Linked DNA regions of Oryzias latipes: region 1 is linked to region 2. The links are chromatin contacts, called in public Hi-C maps. All regions are on one chromosome and are shown on one strand. The core of a region is the stretch at or near the end of the contact, and the rest is flanking DNA. Distances in the headings are between cores, read along the strand shown.

Region 1 (7,013 bases), core at 4,421-6,920, 260 kb after region 2:
ATTAGCGTTTGTACTAACTTAGTGGTCGAAAGTCACATGATGGGTCGAGACAGACGAACGTGGTGAATAGGGCGCTGTAGCTTTCCAAAATAAAACTTTCGGATCAGAAAAAAAAACAAAACAAGTTAGCGTATGCATTTCTTCTTTGTGTGTGGCCTGCTACCAAATGGCCCACAGATTACCACTGTTCTCGACAACTGCTTGGAAGAGCCCATGATGCTGATTGCAGGGGCAAGGTCAGATGACTCGGATTGTTTGAAATCTTTGAGATTGAAATCACCTGTTTTTTGCAAACGAATGTTGTGAAAAATTCATGACACTGTCAGGTCTCAGCTCATTGAATTCAAATTTTTTTCTGTTTTATCGTTTCTATTGTAAAAGATTTAAATTAGTGAATATTTTATATTTTTTTTGTAATCTTAATTAGGAGATTTTAATCTTTAAATGTTTTTGAATTTCCTTCAGGATTAATAAATATTGTATTCTAATCTATTTTATTCTATTCTAGTTCCCTCGGCTTGTCCAAAGAGGCTGGGGCATGCTCTAAATTCTGCAGGGTTTGCAGGCAAGTTGCAAGTTTTTGCACACGCCATTATTTTATTTTTTCTTATTTTGAAAGGGGAAATAATTGAAATAAAGCCTTTTTTTGGACGTATTACAAGAATGTCTCATCTGTAATCTGATGCCTTTTGAAGGTTTTTCCATCTTTAGTAGAACGTTTCTCCTGGGGACCCAAACTTTTGCTCCCCACTGTAACTATGTTGTCTTTTTCTGGAATCATTCAAATTTGAGGGCACAGGTATTCTAGCTGTATCAGAGTGGGTATTCTCCTTTCTAAAGCGTTGTTTAATTGGTAACTTTCTTGGGGTTTACTCTTTTTTTTTTTTATATCAACCGCTGTATCGTACCAACTCTCTCAGGTTGATTTGGCCTTTTTTCTTTTCTTTCCTTGTGACCTATTTCTCTCATTTCTCTGGAGCCAACAGTTCCCTCTGAATGCTTCAGCAGCATTTTTGTTATTAGACCTCCTGCTTTTGAGATTTCCAACACTACAGATGAAGACATTTGGGAGAGAAATGTTTGTCATTCTTGGTACCTCTCTGTATTTAGTGTTAGCAAAGTTACTGGAAAGTAACCAGTAACTAGTAATCTCCCAGTGGGAGACGTTTATGATGGCATTTGATGAAAATGCAGCTGAACTGAGAAAGAGAAGAGAAAGGCTCCATGAAGAGGAATTATGGGTAATATGGTAGAAGGCTACCATTGAAAGAGGCTTAACCTTGAATCTTACTGTGTAGGTTCTTGCCTTTTTTCTTTTCTTTAATATCTTTTTTGGAAGATTGTTACAGATTTCTAAGCCAGTGTTTTTCAACCAGTGTGCCGTGGGAGATGGTCAAGTGCGCCGTGGAGAAATTGCCCTCATTCACTGATCTAAAAACATTTTCCATCTCCAGGAAATCCGCTCTTTGTTCATCCAAACAGGCCCTGATAAAACACTGAGTAGTTAAGAATATAAAATATCTTAAAATTACTTTTTCTTTGTGTTTATTTAATTCTATTAAAGACATTTTGATAAGAATGACGGTACCGCGATTTAGCTGCAGCTATAACTGTTAGGAAAAGTCCCGCCCCTTTAACTGTCTCCGCCAATCATTCTTGAAGACTTGATCACATGTCATCAGTCTGACCAATCAGAAGTGGTTATAGTCTTCACTTCCTTGTTCTTAATTCTGCTGATAAAGTCGCTCAGTTCTAACAAAAATACCAGCTAGAGCTCGTCTTTAGCTGGTAGTTCATCTCTTAGAAAAAACAGCCGCAACTTCCTGCTTTTTCTGCCACAATTATCACAAAAATCCACGTGAGATGCGCGCGGGGGGGGGGCTGTCGATCAATACAGACCATGAATTTCTGCTTTTTTTTTTTTTTGGGATGCTGGTGTGCCGCGGGATTTTTGTCAAGGTTAAAGTGCGCCGTGGCTCAAAAAAGGTTGAAAAACACTGTTCTAAGCCATCCTCTCCTCCCATTTGCATGCTCAAGCATCTCTCCATCATTCACGCCCATCCTCTCACCCCCACCCCCACCCAATCATCTCTCTCCTCTGCTCTCAGTCTCTCTCCTCGTCTGGCTGAGGCTGATGTAGGTCAGTGCGTCTGGAGTCTGTCTGAAGCTGCAAGCCTCAGAGCTGCTCGACCCCCTCGATGGCTGCCTGCGTGCCCGAGCTGAGGACAGCGCTCCCTGGGCTATGTGAGGACGGCACCAGCCCCGCCTGACCCCACTTCCCCAGGAGGAGGATGTGCCTTCCACACATGAAGGTGGGGTTGGAGGGTGGTTGTGTACTTTGGGGGGGTTGAGCTAGTATTTACCATTTGCATGTGCTGCAGATGCACACCAATGACATGGAAGTCGTTACTTTTTTTCCAACAGCGAAGCTCACAGAGGAAAATGTTGTGATGCAGAGATCGCTGCGCACACCAAAGCCACACACTCTGCTGTCATCCGTCCCTGTTCAGATACCTAACATCATTGCAAGTCTTTCCATCATCGTCGCCGAGCAATCTCCAAACTCTCTTGCATTCTTTTCTTTGCTTTACAGATTCGAGAGAGAAAAACGAAAGCCTCCAGAACCAGACTCCAGTTCAGAACTTGCTTGACGACCAAAGGATCTCCTGACTCCACTCGATCATGCTCCTCGTTCCTCTGGCTTTCAGGCACTCTCCCTTAAAAACAATGTGCATCCTGTAAAAGTACAGCCTCTCCCAAAGTGACTGGCTGTGTTTTTGTGCACAGTGTGTTTGCGCCTCCCCGGTTTGACTGTGCAGCATGGCTGGCTTATCGAGGGTTTTCCAATACATACTTGACTCGATTGGGCAGTGCTGCTGTGAGTTTTTGTGCATCATCGTGACACAACAACCATCTGACCTCATGCGTCACCGTTCTGACATATCCAGAAAATGTGGGGGGTGTGGCCTGGTTGTTGTTTTGCATTTAATGGCCAAAATTAAAGTCCTTCTTTCCAGTTTGCCTAAACTTTGTCAGTTGTGTGATTCATTGTCTCATTTCTGGCATCCGTAGGTAAATTTGTAAATCAAATTACAGAGTCCTGCAAAAGACAAGTGTCGTCTTAGTTTTTGCTTCCATGTATCCAGACTTTTCCTCTAAAGATTTGCACATACTTTAGATGTGTTTTCTTATTTACCTGCTGATATCTTGGACTTCACTAAAATGGACTATTTCTTAAGTTCACTCAGCATGCGGTCACTCCTAGATCTCTTGATTCATTCTGGGGTCAGTTTGAAATTGCTGAGCAAGCTTTCAGCACAGATCACTGATGTACCAAACCTTTGAAAAGACAAGAAAGAAAAAGCAGGAGTGTCCAGGCCTCAGAGAACAGTGGCCTGCTTTGACCTCTGTGGACTCTTGTTGTAGGAACACAAATGAGAAAGCAGTCAGTAGCATGTAGGGTGAGGATGACAGGAGAACAGGAACCTCTGTCTTTGAAGGCTGTTGTTGGAAACCCTTATACACAAACTGCTGTATGTTAGATGGTGATCTTTTTCAGCTGGAAAATTCTAAGATGCACAACAGTTTGTTTCAGTTTACATACACATTTTAGTCATTAAAGTTGCTAAAGGAAATGTACAAAATGTCAGGAAGACGGCCCGATAACCTAAAAATATCCATCCTGGTTGTTGTGTAAGGGCTGACAGCCGTCGCTGGGTGAGCTGGTGAGACGGCCACCTGCACTGTCTGCCACATCCACACAAAACACAGGGGACAGACTCTGTGGATGAGTCACAGGCAACGAGCGGGAGAGTGTGCGCATGCAAATCAGTGCTTACTCCTCACTTTTCTGTTTAACTGCTGGGTGGAGGGGACTTCCCACTGCTTCTAAAACTTTCAATCCCTGGAAGAGCTCCAGTTCAGTTAAACCCAACACAAACACACAAAGGCCTCATTGTGTCTAGCCTCTGGGGATGACGAGCAGGCAGGTCAAAGCAGCGCGTCATTCCTCAGCGGTTGAAAAAGGGCAAGTACGCGGTAATGAGTAGCTGTGCCTGTGATACACCCGCTTGCACGTGCCTCCTCCTCCTCTTTTCAGCTGCTTGCCTCTCTTTGCTTTCTGACATTCCCTTCTTTAATCTCACAAGTCACTTTTTACAACAGACTGGCAGCTTTTGTTTGCAGCTCCCAGCCTGGTCCTGAAGGCTCCAGTTACAAGTAAACTCTGCTGCTTTGAGAAGAAGGCCCTGGCACAGAGTCTCACTGCAGCATGGCAGTCAGTACTCTCAATGTCATATCACCACATTCTGAAACTCAGAACTTTATTTACAATCATTAAGACAGCCACCCAGCTTGTGGCCCAGCCCCCCGATGCACCCCCTCATCATGTGGTGGTGGTGGTGTGAGCGTCCTGCAGGATTCTGGCCCTGACGAACGGGGCATCAGCCGGCACCAGTGGAAAGGTACCTGACAGCTGCCTCTCGCACATCAGATAAGGTTACAGGTATACCTGTGACACCTGTTTAAACAAACACTGTGCATGCGCACCACTCTGTGTGGACGTGCACGTTAAGCCTGGGGCAGCTCAGAGATAGGAAGCTAATCCAACGGCAGGTGTATACTTGTTATGGGAGCAGCTCAAAGACAGAACCAGCGGAAGTAGCTCCGCTTTATTTATGTCAACAGAAACATGGATGGAGATGTTCTTCCTCAAAGTCCTGAAGTGATTACAGTGAACAGAGATGCAGGCCCACAAAAAGGTTAACCATTCCCTTAATGTCCTCACTTGAAACTGTGAGGAGCAGTCACCCTTCATGATGACATCACCTGCTTGATTTAATGATGGCAGCAGCAAACAGAATAGAGACAGATCTGCTGCACATGTGAACGCACAAGCATGTGTGAGTGTTTAGCATTCTGCTTTTGGCCCCAGCCTGACACCCAGCGGTGTGGCCTGACATGACACGTTCCAGCAGGAGGACTGTTTGCAGGAGAGAATGCTGCTGCTGCTGCCGCCGCTGCTGCTGCCGCCGCTGCTGCTGCCGCCGCTGCTGCTGCCGCCGCTGCTGCCGCCGCCGCTGCTGCCGCTGTGAGACTCCCCCACCTTCCTGCTGTTGTGGGTCTGACACACAGCCTTCCTTGTGGCTTTTCTGGTGTGGGGTTTGCTGTAAATAACAACATCATCTGGTCTCAGTTCTTTTTTTCTGCTGTTGGATGATGTCAGCTTGGGATCTGATGTTGCAATGATTTGTAAAAATAACAGGTTGAGCAAATTCCTGCCTCTTCCTTGCACACAAACTGCTGTCAGACTGACAAAACATGTTGTGGCTCATGGTTGTGTGTTTGTTCCTCAGCTTTTTCTCACCACCAAGCATTAACAGATTTGAATCACCTATTTCTAGCTGGGTGAACCTCTCCCACTGCAGGACTAGGACACTGGCAGTCTTCTAGAGAACACATGAAGTGACAAACATGCTCCAAGTTCTTCTTCCTTGAAGTGGAGTCTGAGAGGAATGAGGTCAGACACAAGGATCCTGATTGCAAATTATTATTATTATTTCCCCTTTTTTATTCGTCCAATGGGAGGCCAGGGGAGGGGCTTTGCCTAAAAGTGACTATGGAGACAGAAGCTGATTGGGTGGCCCGTCTCGCGAAAAGACTATAAATAGGTGAGCTTCTTGCTGATGTGTTTACAGTAACGCTTTAGAGCCGCACGACAAACCGGGAGACTATGAGAAAGCGCAGCCGCTCCATTCAGCCACATGGTCCCCCCACCGCACAGACAAGCTGCGCTGCAGACGGCCAGACGCACCTGAGGGACGCTTGCGCACAGCGCCGCATTTTCTGCCTCGCAGAGCGGGTTTTCAGCCGCACAGGCAGTTGAGAGCTGATGTCAAAAGTTTTTTTTTTTTTTTTTTTGCAGGGGGGGCTTTTCTTGATTTTTAAAGCTGACGAAAGTTTAGAGCGATCGCTGAACTGAGAAGAAGCAGAAAGGAGACGCGGTTGAAGTTTTTATGATCCATCAGTGACCTGATTTTGTGACATTTGAAGTTTCTCAGAGCAGCTCTCTGAACAGAGATGGTGCAGCACGTGAGCGCGCACGCTCACTCTCCCGGCGGGGACTCTACGGACACGGGAGACATGGACCTGGAGATGGACTCCTGTCCGATCTCTGGGTCGCCGTCCTCCCGGGAGCGCAGCGACTTGGCTTGGTGTAAGACTCCCACCGGCCACATCAAGCGGCCCATGAACGCGTTCATGGTCTGGTCCCAGATCGAGAGGCGGAAGATCATGGAGCAGTCACCGGACATGCACAACGCGGAGATCTCCAAGCGGCTGGGGAAGCGCTGGAAGCTGCTCAAAGACACCGACAAAATCCCCTTCATCCGCGAGGCTGAGCGCCTCCGACTCAAACATATGGCCGACTACCCAGACTACAAGTACCGGCCCCGAAAGAAGGTCAAGACCGGAAGTGGAACAAACAAGCAACCAGAGAAGAACGGGGAGCGCAGCGCCAAGATCAGCGGCAAGAAGAGCCCCGCGCCCAAGAGCGCCAGCAGGACGCACAAACAGGGGGGCAGTAGGGGCGCCTCTGGACCGGAGTCTGGTGACCACCACTCACTCTTCAAATCCAGGTCAGTGTCCGGGGCCCGGCAGATCCCCGAGAAGCTCACGGGTGAGCCGAGGCGCGCCCACGTGTTCGGTGGCACGGGTAGTCTGGAGAGTGACCCGCCCTCCGTGGGTGTCCCGGCCAGTCCCACCCCCAGCAGCTCGGCGGAGTCCAGCGACCCGCTGAGCCTGTACGAGGAGCAGAGCCCGCGCTCCAGCGAGTCCTCACACACCGCGCGGCTCCGGTACGCACGCGCCCCCTCCCCAACGCCATCAGCCGCGCACTCTTCCTCATCCGTGTCGTCCTCGTCTGATGAAGAGTTTGAAGACGAGCGATTTGACTTAAGCCGCAGCCCCGGGTTTGAGAGCATGTCTCTGGGCGGCACGGGCCTCTCCGACACGGA
Region 2 (6,897 bases), core at 508-3,007:
TGTTTAGGTCCAGTGCACAGCGGCAAAATGTTTCTTTTTAATACAAATAATCTCCAATGGAATGAGGCTTGATGTCTTTGTGCTGTTGGCTGGAAATGCAGTGAATTCCCCTGAACCTCAAAGACAAAGCGTCGCACGGAGGACGCCATGCTCCACGATGGCGGGAACGTCCTCAACAAGCTAACGGGCGGCTAGTTTGTTTGCTGCATTAGGGGTCACTCCTTGGAGCACAGCTGTGCACCGTTGTGCTCTTCAGAAATGACTGTTTTTAATGATATGACCATATTGTGTTAATTTGTGCAGAGTTTCACCATTTCCTTTTCTGAATGGACTACGCGCAGAGCTGTGTGACGGATTTCCGCTCTTTTTCTTCCGGTTGTGGCTAACTGTGTACATCGACTTGGCAAATCTCTGTGTACTATTTCTGATATGGTCAAAGTTTTGTTATTTCTTAGAGTTTGTCGTTGCGTGTACACACAATGACATCCAAAGGCAAAGTTTGCCTTCCGTAAACAAGTAGACAAGGCTGCAGGCTTCCTTTGCTGTGTCCCAGAATGCTCCGTCACAGCTAGCTGTGATTCATTTGAAAGTTTCCACACTTTTTCCAAAGACTGTGACATGTGAGAAGTGGGTCATTAATATTCACTGAAGTGACGGACCACAAGGGTCCGCAGCCGTCCCTTTGTTCCCGAAGACCTGATCAAGCCTTCAAATCCTGGTGGGCACAAGCGTTTGAGGAGAGGAACCGTCCTGTTTTGAGTGGAACAACTACTGGCTTCCTCCAGCTGTCTGGGAACGAAGAGAAACGCAGCCGATGATGCCTGAAGATCAGCCAATGGATGTCGGCTGTTCTGGACACGACCGCTGCTCCACGGCTGCCCTGGATTTGGCTCGGAGTGAAAATCTGTGGACGGAAATGGCAAGACTCCCTACTTTTAGGAAAATACCATATCTACTGTTCTATTTGAGAGGTACCAAGCCCTCCTTCCCAGGTTTTAGTAACATTATTATTAACATTATTATACCTAATAAAGATTACAATTCTTGGTAGGTGCAAAAATAATTAAATTTCTTTGTGTCTGTTATTCCAATTTTTTTTCCTATGCCGTCATTTGGCTCCTGTTTTTTCCCTCTCATTTTCTTCCTGTAAGTAATTTAACACTAAATTGATGACAGTATTGTTGAGAGTATTCTATACGCCCCTCCCTTAGTGAGTGTGTATTTCAGAGTGTGTTCGTCCTCTGCTGGAGTTTGTGTTTGGTCATTGATAAGTTCAATATAAAACAAATTCCCGGGACAAATGGAAATGGCTCTGAGCAACAAGTTTGGCCTGGAGCAGTTTGCTTAATCTGATGAAGGCAAGGTAAGCTTTGCCTCAAAGAAATGATAAATGACGTAAAATAAATCTCAGCGGAGTTGGTGTGAAACGGAAGTTCTGATTTGGTTTTCAGAATAAAATTTCAAACAGTTCAGTAAAAGGGCTTGGGCTTTGGTACCGTACCCAGTTATGCAATTTTGAAAAGTTAGCTTTCTGGACTAATCTTTAACCCCTAAAGGTATCGGTGTTTGCGACAAGTTTATACCTTTGTTTTGAAAGAGAAGTGTTGTAAAGTTTGTACATCCGGTTACTTCGCTGCGTTTTCCTGTGACTTCCGGTTCGGAAGCCTCTTTCCTACAAGCTGGTGTCCACGCAGCTCCTTGTTTAGTGAAGTTGGAACCGCAGCAACACGTTGGGGAATAAACGGATTTGACCGACAACACAAAGCCGCTTTGCAGGCGCGAGGTGAGCGCGCGCGCGTGTGAGATGGGCCGAGCAAACCCCGCTAGCGAACATCACTTAAGCTAACCTGATGTAAACAGCAGCTCAAGACCTCCGTCCTGTTACTAATGTTTCCAGCAGTACTTGTAGAATAAAAAAAAACACTTCCTGTCAGAAAGGGTTTTCGTGGCTGTAAGTTTTAGCACGTGACTTCAGTTCAGTCGTGCTGTTGGTTATTGATTTTGTTAGGAGCTTTGGTGACTCCAGGCTCTGCCGATCATCCAGAAGAAGGGGGCCACCTACGGCGCACGTGCTGTTCCTCCAGAGTGACCCCCACCCTGAATGACCTTTAAAGGTACAGGGTAGAGCATGGGAAGCCACGTGACCAGGCTGGCCTGCAGCCGGAGAAGGAAGCACCAGGCTGAACATGCAGAGAAACGATGAGTCCAGACTCCTCATCAGCCAGAGGGATCTTTGGGTCAACGTTTGGGGAAGAGGCTGTTGTGAGGGGGGAGGTGGCATGATGATGAGGGACACGAGGTCTGTTCTCAATAAGGGACAACTAAGGAGAATGGATTTTGTGGCCATCGATCCCATACCTCCACAGAAAACCAGTCCCCCCACTGAGGGATTCATCAGAGACCGCCTCCACAATGGGGGAGTGGTGAGGACAGCAGTCCTGACTCCAGTCCCATCAGCATGAGGGGTCGGACGCTAGTAGAAATGTTCACACTGGACAGATAACAACACCTGGACGGTAACCTGGAGGTGGGCAGGCATGTTGACTAGAGTTTACTCCGCCCACCTCAACACAATGGGGCGGGACTAGATGAAGTGAGAATTTTGCTGTGTTGCTGTGTTCCATAAGGAACACTTCCCTGACCGTGCTTTTTGACAGTAGGAGGAGAAACGTCAGTGTTTCTGAACCAGAGCGTACATGAGATAAGATCAGGAGTCACTGGGAAGTTGCTTCCATCTGAAACCAGCCTCCGGTGGCCATTTCAGGAACTGCAGCATTTAATACGACTGGGTTTGATTCAGATCTGGAAGCTCACATCACAGAGAGACAACTTGACTCTAAATGAAGGTTAAGGGATGGGATGGCGGCATAGTGACCGGGGTGAGGGGGAGGAGCCAGGCTGTGCTGGCAGAGGGTGTGGAGGTTTAACCCTTTAACACTGGACACGTTCCTGTGGACACTTGTCTTCAACCATTACGCCTTCAGCGTGAATCAGCTGATTCTGATGCAGCACTGCAACACGTTTTTACTGGAAGTGGTTGCAGAACAGCACCAAGCTGCTTTCTCCACTCCATCTGTAGGAATCCCGTCTATTGTCTCACGGCTGAAGAATGTCGACACCGACTGCAGCTGAAGCTCTGGTGTTAAAGGGTGAAGTGAAGGAACTGCTGAAAAAAACAAGCTGTTTGATGGAAATGTTGAGTTTTTTTAATTACCCATAAACCCACAAATGCATTTTCCTCACTTCTACGCGTCTATTCAAAAGTAACATGACTTCTGCTCAGAAGCACGTTCAATAGAAAGTTTAACAATCAAATGTCATTGCTGTTTGTTTATGAATGGGAGACGTGTTCTGCTCTTCCTGAAGGCTGGAGCTGGACGTTGTTTTCTCTCTGGACACTGAGGGCGATGGCGGCTTCCTGCAACCAGAAGGTGAGGCTCCGGGGACCCTGCAGCCGTCATACATGGAAACTGGGACGCTTTTTGGTGGTGTCCAGTTTTGGGCTATGCTTAAAAAGATCAGTGATGGATTACTGCCTCCGATCCATATTCCCTCTGATTGATTTAGCGGTCCTGATGGAGAAATCCTCTCTTTCTTTTCCCACGTGGCGGGTAACCTGCAGCCCCACACAGGTCGCGCTGCGACACGTCTCTGGGCCTCCTGACGCAGAAGTTTGCAGACATGCTGAGGCACAGCCCTGACGGAGTGTTGGACCTCAACGTGGTCTGCCAGAAGCTCGGTGCGCCCAAGAGGCGGGTTTATGACATCACCAACGTGTTGGAGGGGATCAAGCTCATCAGGAAGAAGTCGAAAAGTCACATTCAGTGGTTGTGAGTACGGCGACAGAAAACAGGCTTTGAATGGTGGTTTGAAGCTTCAGCACAGCAGGGATGTGGTGACATGCTGGGGGCTAAAGCTGAAGCCCCCAGCAGGAGGAGCGGTGGAGCATCAGCTCCACGCAGAAACAGGCTTTTCCTGCAGCAGTTCAGGCTCAGGTGGATCCGCTGGGCTGATCAATTCTTCCATCTGAAGCGATCCAGGCGTAATAGATCAATAGTCGAGCCATAAAAGTAGAGACCTAACGCATAACAGCAGTGAGGCCAAAGTCTGCTAGCTTGATGCTAACGTATGATGGAGTTTCCCATAGGATGTGAAAACATCATTACTGACTAAATGAACAGCTTCATAAACTCACAGGCAAGAATTGTCCAAACGCTTTTAAGGAAGCATGTTCTTAAAAGTAACCATTTGGGGTCTAAAACAACGATTCTTTTGCTCAAATCTATTCTGAAATAAAGCGTAATGCTCTAGAGCTCCACCTAGTGGCCAAACGGAAACACCCTCCAGGAAAAAAAAGAACCTTTATTTTTGTAACATGAGCGCGTTTGGAGCCTTTACAATAATCAGACACCATGTAATAACCATGGTTTGTTATTTCACTAATACATGTAACAGTATGTGAACTTTATCACATAGATATCTTCACATACAGATTATTAATGTATTTCGGCACAGAAATGTCTAAATGTGTAAATTCTAAATCAAATCGAATGGATCAGGAGAATGGAATTGAGTTCTACATTCCAGTTTCTACAGTCCCTGACAAAAGTCTTGTCGCTTCTCCATTTTGTAGAAACTAAAGCGTATAACCTCACTTTTAATGAATCCATTGGTTTTAGAAATGTCTCATATGAAAGCTAAAACCCTCCCAAATTATGTTCAATATACTAAAATAAAATTGCTTCACTGAAGAAAGATTGATCATTTAATGAACACAGAAAGCTCACATTTTGGCAAGACAAAAGTTTTGTCGCCTACAGAGTAACGTGAAAATTTAACAAATAATTTACTTCAAAAACAAAAATATGTTGCATAACATCAGTGAATTAAGTAGTGCTACTGTGAGATCCATATTTAATATCTTGTATGACTTCCATGAGCTTGAAGGACAGCATCCATGCGGTTTGACAACGATTCATACAATTTATAGATGAAGTCATCAGAAATAGCAAAGAAAGCAGTCTTCCATGCCTCCCAGAGTTCATCAAGATTCTTTGGTTTGGTCTTCCATGCTTCCTCTTTCATTCTACCCCAGACATGCTCAATGATGTTCATGTCTGGTGACTGGGCTGGCCAGTCCTGGAGCACCTTGAGGAACTTTGATGTAGAGATGGAAGTATGCCATGGAGCACCATCCTGCTGCAGAATTTGACCCCTTTTATGGTTGGGAATGGAAGAGGTAGCTAATACTTCTTGATATTTTAGGCTATTGATATTGCCTTCCACCCTGCAAATGTTTCACACCCCCCCATACTGGATGGAACCCCAGACCATGATTTTTCTGCCACCAAACTTAAATGTTTTCTGGGTGAATCTTGGGTCCATGCTGCCTCCAGTTGGTCTCCTGTGATGTAATTCAACTGAAGACTCATCTCCACCGTCTGCCACTTTTCCAGCGTCCATCCTTTTAGCAGGCTGTGGGCCTTGGCAAATGCCACACGGTTTTTCAATTGCCTTTTGTTTAGTGCTGGTTTCTGGGCACTGATTGGACCATGGAGGCCATTTTGAGACAGAATTCTACAAACTGTTCTGGTTGACACAGGGACTTGAGGTGACCAGGCCTGGTGGAGCTCTGCTGCAGTAGAAAAGGGGCTGGCCTTGGATTTTCCAACCAACAAACGGTCCTCCCGAGCAGTTGTCTTGCGGGGTCTGCCGGACCTGGGCTTGTCAAAAACATCTCCAGTCTCTTCCAAACCTTTTCTTCTTCTTTGTACTTGACGCTGAGACACATTGAAGGTGTCAGCCACCTCAGCAGTGGATCTGGTCTTCAGTCTCTTGATAATCAACGCTTTGGTCTCAGGGTGAATCTTAGGCATGTTGTCAGAGGTCAAGTTGCAGTTGATGTGAAGGCCTGGTGTGCTGGGGTTTTTTTTAGACACACCCACTAATTGATTGATCAGTAATTGATCACAGGTGAGGCTGTAATCTAGGATTGGGAGCATCATATGACAAGGCGACAAAACGTTTGTCTTGCCAAAATGTGACCTTTCTGTGTTCATTAAATGATCAATCTTTCTTCAGTGAAGCAATTTTATTTTAGTATATTGAACATAATTTGGGAGGGTTTTAGCTTTCATATGAGACATTTCTAAAACCAATGGATTCATTAAAAGTGAGGTTATACGCTTTAGTTTCTACAAAATGGAGAAGCGACAAGACTTTTGTCAGGGACTGTAGATAATCGAATCAAATCGATTCTGGAGATGACAGTGACACCCAGCCTAAAGGCTCGTACACACCGGGACGAATATTCGCCAGCCGTTTTTCGCCAGCGTTTTTTGTGTTCACACCCAGGCGATTTTCGCTGACGATGAGTGGAGTGAACATGCAATTTCATTCCCTGACATTAGATGGCGCTTAATGTAAACAGAAATACTCCTGTACACAAGGTGGCGCTGCGCAACTTTACGCTTCTTAAAGTCGCTTTTCACTCAGAAGAAGAGAGCAAGTATTTACGCGCTTGTCAGAATCAAACAAAGAAAACATGAGTATTTCAAGCATCAGTAGCTCCAACTGGTGCTTGGTTCGGGGATGTTTAAGAATGTCCGTCATTATTTCTTCGCGGCAGTGTAGACGCTACTTGGCGTCTATCTTCTTCGCTGGTATGTGTGCTCAGCAAGGCAGTTTTGTGTTTGAGCGCCCCCAAGTTGTGTTTTACCGTAACTTCAGAAGCTCCAGACACGTGTGCAAAAGCGCAATTCTCATTGGTCGAATAGATTTCGACGCGAGGCGTCAAAAAAATAAAACGAACCCGAGGCGTTTTTTTTTTTTGACGCTTTGACGCCTGGCGTTTTTTCGCGTCGGTGTGCACACTCTCGTTGGTGCCCTTTGTTTAGT

Evidence for each region. A called contact is a pair of places that touch in the nucleus more often than the background predicts.
Region 1: a contact with region 2 is called in a Hi-C map of fibroblasts, with 2.7 times the contacts expected there. The contact joins the promoter of LOC110013551 here to the promoter of LOC101154792 in region 2. A contact is called at or near these places in 2 of 5 Hi-C or Micro-C datasets (embryo and fibroblasts).

What each region holds. Positions count from the first base shown.
Region 1 is chr11:27,121,186-27,128,198 of ASM223467v1, forward strand. LOC110013551 (transcription factor SOX-4) reads left to right here and starts at 5,671. Exons shown (of 1, transcript XM_020699919.2): 1 at 5,671-7,013. The coding sequence starts at 6,079. It overlaps LOC105357573 (a long non-coding RNA gene), which reads left to right. Exons shown (of 3, transcript XR_002874197.1): 3 at 509-1,408.
Region 2 is chr11:26,861,131-26,868,027 of ASM223467v1, forward strand. LOC101154792 (transcription factor E2F6) reads left to right here and starts at 1,758. Exons shown (of 7, transcript XM_023960237.1): 1 at 1,758-1,783; 2 at 3,367-3,431; 3 at 3,623-3,830. The coding sequence starts at 1,758. srfbp1 (serum response factor-binding protein 1) reads left to right here. Exons shown (of 3, transcript XM_004074425.4): 3 at 1-1,063.